Regions from separate parts of the Mus musculus genome. Here region 1 is linked to region 2. The links are chromatin contacts, called in public Hi-C maps. All regions are on one chromosome and are shown on one strand. The core of a region is the stretch at or near the end of the contact, and the rest is flanking DNA. Distances in the headings are between cores, read along the strand shown. Region 1 holds the start of Six3 (sine oculis-related homeobox 3). Region 2 has its middle 41 kb from the start of Six3os1.

The links. Hi-C and Micro-C count contacts between places; a contact is called where the count stands out from the background.
Region 1: a Hi-C map of the N1E-115 cell line shows a contact between it and region 2, with 4 times the contacts expected there. The contact joins the promoter of Six3 here to the enhancer-like site in region 2. A contact is called at or near these places in 5 of 39 promoter capture datasets (the 3T3-L1 cell line, 3T3-L1-derived adipocytes, the HPC-7 cell line and 2 more), 1 of 484 Hi-C or Micro-C datasets (the N1E-115 cell line) and 1 of 115 datasets of contacts at active chromatin or transcription factors (embryonic stem cells).

What each region holds. Positions count from the first base shown.
Region 1 is chr17:85,619,420-85,625,734 of GRCm38.p6, reverse strand. It overlaps Six3 (sine oculis-related homeobox 3), which reads right to left and starts at 4,901. Exons shown (of 2, transcript NM_011381.4): 1 at 3,687-4,901; 2 at 1-2,008. The coding sequence starts at 4,495. The coding sequence ends at 1,816.
Region 2 is chr17:85,574,238-85,580,351 of GRCm38.p6, reverse strand. No RefSeq gene overlaps it. Among named protein-coding and RNA genes, the nearest start is that of Six3os1, 41 kb to the left of the region's middle. Within about 2 kb of position 1,306, at least 9 of the 459 cell types and tissues checked have an H3K27ac peak or open chromatin away from gene starts, as enhancers often do. A contact at or near this core is called in the N1E-115 cell line, where this site is marked.

The DNA.
Region 1 (6,315 bases), core at 3,652-6,151, 42 kb before region 2:
CCACTCCCGACCCTTGTTCATCTGGGCCCTAGTTAACCACTTTACATCTCCTCCAAAAAAGAGAGAGAGATTAAAAAAAATACAAGGAAAATAGAATTGCAGCTGTGCTTAGGACGGTCGCTTGGGTTAGGGAGCCTTAGGGTTTCTCCTTTTTAAAAAGCAGGCAACTAGAAGGCTACCAAACATTCCAAGGGCTCACAAGCGCCGCGAGATGCAGCAAATCCAGGGTACAGCACTCCGGGGAGGATTCAGGCCTGACATCTTGTCATGGAAGAAACTAGTTGTAACCCCCTACCCTCATGCCCCCTTTGCCTTTCCCTCGGGATCCTGTTTGGGCTCCCTTTCCCCAAGCAAGTGTTTGTTTCCAGTTTTCCACTCACATTTGGCATCCTTCCCCCTCCCCGGCTCTGGCTCTGGCGGCCAGCGAGTTAGAGAGAGCAAGCGGGAAGCTGGGCTGTTACAGCACCCGGGAGCTGTTTGCCAGGGCGGACACAAACACCAGTCTCTGGGAGTGATAAGAAAATGGAGAATACTGTATTTGCTTTAGAAAGTTTTTACATATAGATAAACACGCAGTTAAGATAACAGTAAAAGCGCTCTACAGGAGTGAATGGGGCCTCCAAAGCGGCTAGGAAAAACTTGAATAGCTTTTGCATAAGAATACTACGGTCTCACTCTCTGCTTTCACTAGCGACAGGGTCCCTCTCTCTCTTTCTCTCTCTCTAACCCTGGCCACCTCGCCAAACCTCGATCGCCAAGTCGACGCCGAGAATCCCCAAAAGGAAAGAGGTGAGTGGGAGGGAAGGAGGGAGGAGAGAGAGAAGGGAGAGGAGAAAAAAGCAGGGATCATATACAAGCAATTTCTACACATATATTACAAACTGGGAAAATGACCGATCATTAAGATATACATAATTCATATAAAATTTTGAAATAAAAATAAAAATCTGTTACAGTCATAACTATTCTTTTTCCACATTTATAACCAGTACCCACACAGGCAGTGACAGAGTGGAGAGAAAAAGGTGCTTACGAAGAAAATGATTGTCGGCTGAACAAAAACAGAGGATTGCATTTTGTTTGACCAATACTTGGACTTAAAAACAGAGAGAGAGAGAGAGAGAGAGAGAGAGAGAGAGAGAGAGAGAGAGAGAGAGAGAGGGCCAAAGGAGAAAAGAGCAACAGAAGGTAGAAACATTTGCTATTTCTCTCGAGGAGTTTTTTCCTATCTTTCTTTCCTTTTTTTTTTTTAAACAACAAATTCAAAACGGAGAGGTCAGATTTTTTTCTTTTTGTCTGCTTTTTGTCGTCTTGTCGCAGCGGCGGTGGTGGTGTTTTTTTTTTGTTTTTGTTTTTGTTTTTTTGTATAGTCTCTTTAAATCATTTTAAACTAGAGAGAATATTTTCCCAGATACAAATAAATCGTCATGCAGGTGGGGTGCCGGGTCCGTGGGAACCAAAAGGAGAAGCCGTGCTTGTCCTAGAAAGTATACAATTGTCACCTCTTTTATGCTTTCTGCCCGCAACATCAGCGTTTGTGACTGTCTGTTGGCGTCGCGGTCCTTTGGGGTGGCCGTGGTAGTAGGTGGTGGTGGGGTTGTTGATGGTTTGAGGTTAATTTATTTTTCTTGTTTTTTTTTAAATATATTTTTGGCTGGGGTGGGAGTGTGTATGGACTTGTGTGTGTATCTGTCTGTGTATCCTGATTTCGGTTTGTTCTAGGGATGGAGTAGAAGAAGAGGAAGAGGAGCAGGGTTACGAAGAGGAGGGGAAGGTGGAAGGGGAGGAGGGGGAGGAGTAGGGCGGCCTTGGCTATCATACATCACATTCCGAGTCGCTGGAGGTTACCGAGAGGATCGAAGTGCCGGTGTCCGCGCGCTCCGTCAGGCTGGACACACTGGTGGTCGGGCTGGCCGCCGTGGACGGTGACTCTGCTGAGCCGTGCGTGGGGCAGCCGGGCTCGGCCAGCGAGCGCATCCCGCTCGGCCCGATGGCCTGATGCTGGAGCCTGCGGGGAACAAGAGAGCCATGCCCGCCCTGACTCGGTGGCCCGCCACCCTGCTCCCCTCGCTCATACCGCGGGGAGCCTGGCCCGACTGGACCCGCACTCCCCTACAACAGCGGCCTCCCGCGTGGCGTGCCCCTAGCCACAGCCTTCAACGGGGCTCTGTGTTCTTACAGGCTCCCAGCTGCCCCCTGAGTACCGCAGAGACTTCCTAACTCAAGTCCGAGCTCCCGGTTTCCCAGCCCAGGGAAGCGTTCCAGATGGAAGGAAGGCCTCAGATGAAGGGCAGACTCCCAAACCAGCCTCCTGCAGAGACCTGGGCAGGCAGCAAAGGACCCTGAGCCGGGACCAGCAGACAGTGGGGAAGAGCTTCGCTTTCTTCTGCAGCCTCCGAGGCTCAAATAACTGAACCCGGAGAACCAGATATTCCACAGAAGCTCAGGCCACGGCCTTCCCAAGCACACACCCCAGAACTGTAGGGGTTCTCCTCAGAGCACCCATCGCTTTCCTTTCTGGATCTCTACGCAGAGGGCGCAGGACACGGGGAAGAGAAAAGAGGGAAGTTGGAAGCTAAAAGATGGGGGGGGGGGGGGGAGAAAAGGGTAGAAAGAGAAGACAGGAGGGAAGGACAGGCTGTGTCTCTTTTCTGGGTGACGAAGCAGTTGTCTGAACCTAGTGTCTCCCTTCTTGGAAGCCTTTCACTGGTCATGGGCGCTCCCCCCATCTGACGAAATGTGGCCTCCACAGGCAGAGATGAGAGGGACGTGGATTCAGGCCTGGGCCACCTAAACCGGCACACACTCTAAGTCTCCAGCCACCAGCAACTGTCAGCAGCCGTTGCCCCTGCTCCCAGGCCTGTACCAGAGCTTCTGCTCAACCCCCCTTCTTTCCTCTCCTTTCCCTTTGGACTAATCGTCTCTCCGTCCTCTCCTTTTTCTTTTTACTTTCTCACAATTGAGCTTTAAAGATCCACCAGAACCAAACAACTTTGTGAGTCTGTAACCAACTTGCCTGCCATGACTGCACCTGCGATTTTGCTTCCCGAATAAGTGGACCAAAACAAGTGGATGCTCCTGAACTGAGGCGATAGGGAGACTTGAAGCTCTCACTCCTACCACCACCCCCTCAAACCCATGAACACACTAACACTCCAGGCCTCTTCACTCCAGGCCTGCCTCTCCTGTCCAGTGCCAGCTCAAGGGATGGAGGCCACCGGCCTTCTCTTTGTGGCAGGAACCCTGGCCTCCTTTCCCCTCTTTGACTCCTATGGACGCCTCTAAACCAAGCCCCCCCCCTTTTGCGGTGCACAGAAATAATCAGATAGCAAGTAGTATTTTCCTTTCCTTCCAGTCTTCTAGCTGGTGCCAGGGCTGAAGAGACCCGCGAGGGGTTTAAGGCCCCTAGGGACAGGCACGGAGGGTTGAGGACACCAGGGGCATGCTCACACAGCGCTGGCTCTGATAAAAAAAGCCCTTCTTGAGCAAAGCAGTATATAAACCCACAGCCAGTTGTTCCCTGTTCCAGGGCAACCAGAAACTTTTCTCTAACTGTCCAGAGAGCACCGGTATCTCCAGAACTGGATCAGCCGCCTCTACCATTCCCCGACAGCCTGAGTTTCCACCCGTTTCCATTTTTCTAGCCCGGAGCCTGTGGTGGCCTGGCCGCGGTCCCCGCCACTGACCTGTTCTTGGCCGCCGCTGCGCGGTCGCGCTGTCGCCGGTTCTTAAACCAGTTGCCTACTTGTGTGGGGGTGAGGCCGGTGGCCTGCGCCAGTTCGCGTTTCTTGCTGGGGTTGGGGTAGGGATCCTGCAGGTACCACTCCCGCAGCAGGCTCCGAGTCCGCTCCTTGAAGCAATGGGTCTTCTGCTCGCCATCCCAGATGGTGCGCGGCAGAGGGAACTTCTTGCGCACGCGGTACTTGTCCACCGGGCCGAGCGGGCGGCCGCGCAGCTTCTCGGCCTCCTGGTAGTGCGCCTCGAGCCACATGGCTTGCAGCTTGCCGTGAGACTCCTTAGTGAACTTGTGGTTCTCCAGGATGTGGTACAGGTCGCGGAAGTTGCCGGTGTGGAAGGCGACGACAGCGCGCGCGCGCAGGATCGACTCGTGTTTGTTGATGGCCTCGCACGCCCCGGGGGCCACGGGCAGCGACCAGAGGAAGCGGCCCAGCCGCTCGATGTCGCCCGTCTCCTCCAGCGTCTCGCAGACGCTGGCCACCTGCTCCGGCGAGAAGTTGAGGGTGGGCAACTGGAACATGGACAACTCTTCCGGGGGGGCCCTGGAGCCGCCGCCGCCGCTGCCGCCGCCTGCTCCGCCAGCACCGCCGCCTCCCGCACGGTTCCCGCCGCCGCCTCCTCCCGCGCCGCCGCCGCCGCCGCTCGCACCGCTCCCGCCGCCGCTACTCGCCAGAAGTAGGGAGCAGTGGTGAGAATCGGCGAAGTTTGGCAACAAGAAGTGGGAGGAATAGAGATCTAGGGGGGAGCGGAATACCATGGACTGACCTGAGAGGAGAGGAAAAAATTCAGGGAGAGGAAGAGAGAGGGGAGGAAGAGGAGGAGAGGGGCGATGAGGACCAGGAGGAGGGAGAGGAGAGGGGGGAGGAGGAGATGGAAAGGAGGGGGGAGCAGAAGGAGAAGGAGGGGGAGGAGGAAGGACGTAAGGGACACCCACACCCCACACACATCCACATACACACACACCCGCGCAGCCACATAGAGAGGGAGGAAGGAGAGCGGCCCGGTGCGCGCGCGCAGAGAGAGAGAGAGAGAGAGAGAGAGAGAGAGAGAGAGAGAGAGAGAGAGAGAGAGAGAGCGCGAGCCCGAGGCAGAGAGAGGGAGAGGGAGAGAGGAGAGCGAGAGCCAACCACGGCCGAGTCAAGATTCAGCGATTCCACAGCAATCGCCCTAATGACAACAGCCTCATAATATCTCCCCTAAATCCACAGTGAGTGCAGCATTGAAACATTTTGTTTCGCTTTTCTATTGGTCTGTGGCGTGTCGTTGTGGCGTTGCCACGGCAACCACTGCCAATCACTGTCAGCCCTGCCAATCAATACTGAGAACGTAAGGACGGTTTTACCACTTAGCCGGAGGGGGGGGGGGTGAGGGAGAAGAGGGCGAAACAGAATTAAAAAAAATCTTTGCAACTCTTAATATCCTCTCTCTCTCTCTCTCTCTCTCTCTCTCTCTCTCTCTCTCTCTCTTTCTCTCTCCTCTTCCTCCTCCTCTTGCTCAAAGAAGTTTTGATCAAAAATTCGAAAAGGAATAGGAGTAGAGTAGTTGAATGCAGCGAGCTATTCGTTACACGGAGTGTTTGGGGTTAGGAAGAGACTCCAGCCTCAGGAGCACCAGGCAGCCTTAGATGAGGCTGGGGATCAGGTGACCTGGCAAGGTTTGCACATGGTATCTCAGCCACCTCCTTCTGTCTATGTGACCACTGGTCAGGAAGAAAGAGGAGAGATGACGAGGCTCACTGCATAGTCACCGTAGCAAGCTGCTGGGGGAGCCTAGATCTGGGAGACAGAATATGGTACATAGGGAGTTGAAGCCAGGGCTAAGATTAACAAGCAGGAGGCTATGAGGCTTTCCTGGCCAGTCAGTGCCCTTGGACTACATTTCCCAACTCTTTCCACACCATTGCACAGTTCTGCTCCCAGCCAAGCATTGGTGAAGTTTTCCATCACTATGCATTTTATAACAGTGGAGACATTACACTTTCTCTGTCTTCAAAATCAACTCCACTCTTTGTTCCCCCACCCCCCAGACTTCAGCTGTCTCCCACAGTGGTAGACTAGCAACAGGAGGCCAGAAACCTAGGGACTCTGGACCTAGGGGAGGATGCCCACTTTTCCTACCATGGGTACAACCCCTGTCATGCCCAACATCCCCCAAAAGATACAGAAACTTTAGAGGCCACCCTGAGTAAGCGCCCAAGGCCTGAAAGCTCATAATGTAAATAACTACAATACATAATTAAAGCCAAAATTCTCCATACATAAAGCAATATCATAACCCTGAAACAGACTCCCCTTGTCCAAAGAACTCAGAGTGTCTTTCCTGCCTGCGGCTACCACAGCCTCTGGGCCAGGCCCGGGCATTTATTTATTCTTAGGTATGTTGCTTGTGAGAAGTTGTAATCTGCATCTTGAGGCCGGCCTCCCTTTGTGAGGCTTCTGTAACTATGGAAGTGTGATTTACGCAGATTTGTCCGGGTCAGAGACATCTTTCCCTACGCACTGTGTATATTTAGACAGGATTCGGACTGGTGTTAAAAAGTGTATATGTTGAATGGATTCACACACAGTAGCTAACAAT
Region 2 (6,114 bases), core at 57-2,556:
AGCCTACAGTGCCTGCTGAGAGGGCTCTCAGGGTACCTAAGGTTGGGCATCAAGACTGGCCTAGACCAGAGATCTGGAGTAAGGGAGCAAGCTCTGCCAGTTTTACAGAGGGCAGTGCTCTGTTTTGTATCATAGTATAAATGAGAGATCACGACAGCTGGAGAAGTGGCCATCAGCCAGGAGCCTGACACAATTAAACACACAGAAATCATGTCCTGAAATGACCTCAAAGGGCAAACAACCATCCCTAGGTGTCTACCTGGAGATGCTTTCGTTGGGTGGTCTCATGGCTTTTCTTGTCTTTCTAGCCCGCATTGTGTGTTACCCCTGCAATCGTGGAAGGACCCATTTTGAAAAGTTTCCGAGTGGCCTTTAGTGCGCCGATGGTTCCCAGAGAAGGAAAACACCTATTAAAAATGTTCGTTCCAGGCGGATGACTGCTTCCAGCCGCCTCTGGTGCCAGAGTAATGAGTCTAGAATTCCCAGCTCTTGCCCAAATCTCAATGGCTAGTAATTAAATTTCCACTAACAGTTTGTTTTATCACCTCAGTTAGCTTGTTGACATATAATAGGAGCTGCTGAGAGGTCTAGTTAATGGTTTTCTCTTACATATTGATATTAGTACCTGGAGTGGGGACATGTCCTCTTCAGCATATGATTACTATTTTGAAATCTTAAGCACAGGAGGGAAATCCGTTGCTATAAATTCAACAAGAAGTTTAGAGAACTTTTATCTTCAGCGCCATCCAGACACCATGCATCTCATTTACGTGGCCCGGCTGCCCTGAGTTATCTGTGTCCCACAGATGACTCTTGCATGTCATGTTGACTAGCGATTGAGGCGAGCTCAGAGTGTGGCTGTAGCCGTGTCCCGAGCCAGGAGGCAAGGCAGGCCGCAGAACATGAAAAATTCATTACTCATCCATTTCAAGTTGCTTGGTTATTTTAATTCCAAGAGGAAAGAACTCATGTCAGCTGAAGATGGAGCCATCATGAAACCGATAGGCATTCATAATAGCCCCCCAAACCTGCTCGAGTCGTCATTTGTTTCTTTCACCTGTCCTTTAACTATACAAACTCAATTATCTCTGCAAACCAGTGGGTAAGGGTCGCATGCCAGCCACTTGCTTCTGAGGAGAGCCACCACTGTCCTGTGTCTGTGGGACAGCTCTGACCCTGTCTTTGCTGCTCATGGTAAGAACTTGCTGTTAAAAATCCTGGGAGGAGAGCAATACAAAGCGGCTTCACCTTTGGAGGGATCTCCCCTTAACATGTGTGGCTTACACACAATGACAATGCACTCAGCACACCCCAGAGTGACAGCCCCAGGGTCAAGGGGGGGCAGACATCCTGGTTTGAAAATACCTCTTGTGTGTCGAGGGGTGCTAGCCACCTGGAGCAGTGATAGGCACCATTGTGGACAGGATCTGAAACGGAATTGATGTGATGTCATTTTGACTCTCCTATACCCTGGTTATCTCTCGCCAAGACTTCACGTCTGATTAGTCCGCTCGGAGGGGACAGCGGACTTCATCAGCCTCCCTTCCCGACACTCCGTCAACTTCAGAGATGCCGAGAAGGAATTTAAAACGTGGTGTCACATCTTCCTATCAAATCCCTTCGGGAGCCACCCCTGAGTCAGATGCCTGGTCTGAAAACATTAGCAAGGGTGGTGGCGTGGAAGTTTTGTGTGCTTTTAACCTGGTGACGTGCTCTGCAGGTACATCCTTCTGAATTTGCTTGTCCCTGCTGGTACAGGGGCCAGCCCTGTGAATTGTCACCCATGCTGCTTGCAAAATGCAGGTGTTGGACAGTGTGACTCCTGCTGGCAACAGCAAGGCCACGCTTGTGGCTATCCCTGTCTGAGGATGAGGAGTCACATGGGGAACTGTTGACAAGGACTCCTCCTTCCTTGCTGTCACCTCGTTATCCATGCTGGATGTTCTGTTGCTCCAGCTCCAGAGTCCCTGGCAAACCCCAGGGACTTTCTAGGACCAACGCTGCCATGTCTCTTGGCAGAGGCAGTAGCAGGCTACCCACCTGCCCACCTGTACCTCCCTGATGCAATGGCTGGCCCTAGAACAGATCTGCCATCTTCTTCCACACAGAGCAAAATGGGAAAGTAGGCTGCTGGGCAAATAACTTCTTTAACTCACCTGATTCTGTGTCCTTGTGAGAAGTTGTGTTGCTTCTACAGTGCTGCATGCTGTGTGTGTGTGTGTGTGTGTGTGTGTGTGTGTGTGTGTGCTTGAGCACATGTGTGTGTGTGTTTGCAAATGTGTGCATGTGTGGACTTCTATGCATGTGCATGTATGTGCATGTGTGCCCATTATGTATGCATGTGTGTACATGTATTCTTGTGTGCATGTGCATGTGTGTGTGCATGCTGTGTATGTGGAGGTGTGTGTATACTTGTGCAAGTGCATGTGTTTGTGTGTCTGTGTGTGTCTGTATGTGTGTATGTGTCTATGTGTGTCTGAGTGTGTGTGTGTGTAGAGATCTTCACCAATTGTTCTTCATCTTGTATTTTTTAGTTTCTTACACAACCTGGAACTCGAAGCATGGCCAGAACAGTGGAAGGCACCTGAGCAATGACCAGAGGTTTTCCTACCTGCATGCAAACAAGCATGTATGTCCCAGTGTGGACATACAACTTGAGAGTGCATGCATGCACACAAGCATACACACACACACACACACACACACACACACATACAACCTCACCCACTAGGTAGCCACATATCCTGCTTCTTACCAATAAAAATAATCTAAATCATAGCCAGGCAGTGGGGTCTACACCTTTAATCTCAGCACTTGGGAGGCCGAGGTAAGTGGGTCTCTGTGACTTCAAAGCCAGCCAGAGCTGTTACACAGAGAAACCCTGTCTCAAAAAAGCAAACCAACTAACCAAAAAAAAAAAAAAAAAAAAAAAGTTTAAATCCTGCTTGCTCATTGGGTTACCCACGCCAGTTCTGGCCGGCTACTTTAGCAAAGCAGGCAACATTGACATCTCTAAGAGTAAGAGTAGGGAAAATCCTATGTGATTATAGCCAGTATAACTGTGTCACCTGAGTAAAAAATAACCTCAGATTCTGCAGGGAATGGGTAGGGAGTCTGCTAGTGTGGCCCTGGTACAGGCAGCAACTGAGAACCTCTACAGCACACTCTGCCTTTGGGACAGCTATAGCCGCCCTGCAGGGAGCAGCCACTCTATGAGTGGCAGTCAGCTGGGACAGAGTTCTGAAGAGCTATACTCAGAGAGAGCCGCAAACTAGCATGTCTTAGTTGTCAGCTGGTTTGATTGGTAGGTATGTATACATTTCCTTATTTATAGGAAACATGGTCTCACTCTGCAGCCCAGACTGGTCTGTGTCTCGGGACCATGCTCTCCAAGTACTGGGATGCTAGGCATGCACTACCATGCTACGAGTGCACTGCCATGCCCAGCTGCTGGATGGTCTTCCTTTTTTCCTCCTTTGCCTCTTTTTGAGGCAGAATCTCACTACATATCCCTGGCTGACCTGGAACTCCTTATGTAGATCACGCTGGATTTGAACTCACAGACATCTGATTGTCCGCCGTGCTAGGATTCCAAGTGGGTGCTATCATGCCTGGTTCCTGGATGAATCTTATTATATCAGATACGCATCCTTCCCATGTTTTTTTCTGTCTTCCCTGCAAGATTCTAGCAGTTGGTGCTAGCAGAGTGTGAGCCTTGCCCAGGGTTGCTGAAAGGCCAGAATGTGGAAGCCCATCCAGCTTGCGTGTCCCTCCTCTAAGCTGATCACACACCTTTCTTACATAGACATTTTAAAACACCCAACTTCCCCCTAGCTGCTCACCAGCCAGCCCTCTTTCCCTCACGAAGGCGGCGATATTCTGGGAGCTTCTCTTTGCTATTTTTAGGACGATTGATTTCTTTTTGAATCATTCTGCCTGCGTTATTCCTGATGTCTTCAGACAATACTCTGGTCCGAGACTTGACTATCGACACCTAACCGAGGCGCCCCACAGATCAGTTAGCAGACACCGCAGGAGGGATGGGGCTGGAGAAGGAACTTCAGCTCCTCCCACCCCTCCTCCTTTTCCCCTGCAGAAATAATCATGATAAGGACGCTGCCGCCATCACCCTGCATTTAGACAGAACATTATACTTTACAAAGAGCACAAACTTCTCAATGAGTAACACATAATATCATTCAAAGGACAGGAACAGAACAGTATGCCAGGAGAACACATTCTGATTGGGGAAGGAGGAGGCATCGAAGTGAGCATGTCCTAGGATTTGTGTGTTTGGTTTTTGTTGTTGTTGTTGTTGTTTTGTTTTTTCTGTTTCACATCTCCCTAGAGGAAGGGAAGTCTATTTATTCTGTTGATTACCGCATTAATTCCAGGCCTAGGCCTTTTGATTATTCCCCAAAGATATATTTCAACCTGGTAAAATTCAGATTGAGTGTGTGTGTGTGAGTGTGAGTGTGTGTGTGTGAGTGTGTGTGTGTGTGTGTGTGTGAGTGTGTGTGTGTGAGTGTGTGTGTGTGTGTGTGTGAGAGAGTGTGTGTGTGTGTGTGAGTGTGTGTGTGTGTGTGTGTGAGAGAGAGTGTGTGTGTGTGTGTGTGTGTGTGTGTGTGTGTGAGACATGACCAAGGAGAGGCATGTGACTTTATTCAGAAAGCTTCCAAAGCCAAACTGACTTCAGTGTCCACCCGGAGCTGAGCAGGGAAAGAGATCTGCCACAGTGGCTCCGGATCAAAAAGGAACCAACCGCAAGAACTCTGGGAGCCTTGCTGAGGCACTGAGGCAGACGCCACAGAACATCCAAGGTGTGCTCCTGATGGGAACATGAGTCCTGAGTGACAGAAGTCACCCTGGGGAAGGGGACAGTACTGACTTGGGAGGAAGCCTGAAGGAATCTTGCTGATGCTCAATATTATTAGCTTCATTAAATAGGGTCTCTTCATAGTTGTTTTGGCTGGCTTGGAGCTTACTGTGTAAACCAGGCTGGTCTCAGACTCATAAAGATCTACTGGGCTCTACCTGGCCACGTGCTTGAATTAGAGGTGTGTGCCATCACAGTGCTGAGGAGTGCTTTGGTGTGGTGAAAATCTCAAGTTCCTCTAATTCCTTGTCTTCACATTTTGGAGCAGTGTTTCTCTGGTCACGTGAGCATAGACCAGGCCAGCGTTCTTATTACCGTCCACCCAGTCACGAGCTTCTCGCCATTGATGGCAGGGAGGCAAGGCTAACTGAGAGCTCCTGGATGAACAAATAGATTCCCACCCACTCTTCTGACTCCTTCCTTGGTTCTGATTTTTCTGATTTGATTGACACCCGAGGAACCAAACTCTTCTCGTTCCAAGACAGCAGGGAAGGGACAGTAAAGGCCTTGTCATGGTGAAGGCTTCTGGGGACCTCATGGTCCAGGGCTAGGCTCTCAGGCCTCTGAAGGCCCTGACTCCCCCTCCAGCTGAACCCACTCTGTTCTTGCACTTGAAACCTTTGAACTAAGCCATACCCTGGCAGCACTTCCTGGCTTCCTTGTTTGGACTGAAGAGGGACAGTCACAGGGTATTTCAGGATCCCGTCTTCCTGTCCAGTCCCTGGAGGAGGAAGTTCAGAGAGAGGGAAAGGGTCAATCCAATCTCACCGTTTGCAGACCATCCGGCCACCCTGTCCCCAACACCCCACCCCAACCCCCGCCTTTGTGGTTCTCTCTCCACCCACCTGCCTCTTGTGAATGTTGCTTCTCTGCTGGGGCAGGCCCTTCTCTCTGTGGGTGGAGGGCTCTGCAAACGATTTTCTATTACAGCTTGTAAGTTTACCATCTTTTAGAGAACCCATCACAAGAATGAGCGCCCTGGGTACTGGAATAAACCTTCTCTTTTTCAAAGCTTTTCTTAGGATCCCTGAGTTCCTTGACAATGGCCCCAGGCCCAGGTTCCTCCATTGAAATGATAAGAACCTGGGACATGGTGTGTGTGTGTGTGTGAGGATTCTTTTCAAGTCTCTTTAGTGTTTCCGTGAGCGATCGCAGGAACACAGGAATGAATCTAGATCTCTCACCCCCAGCATCTCTGCCCTTCACATTGGTGTCCTGGGTGATTGGCAGTATGTGGC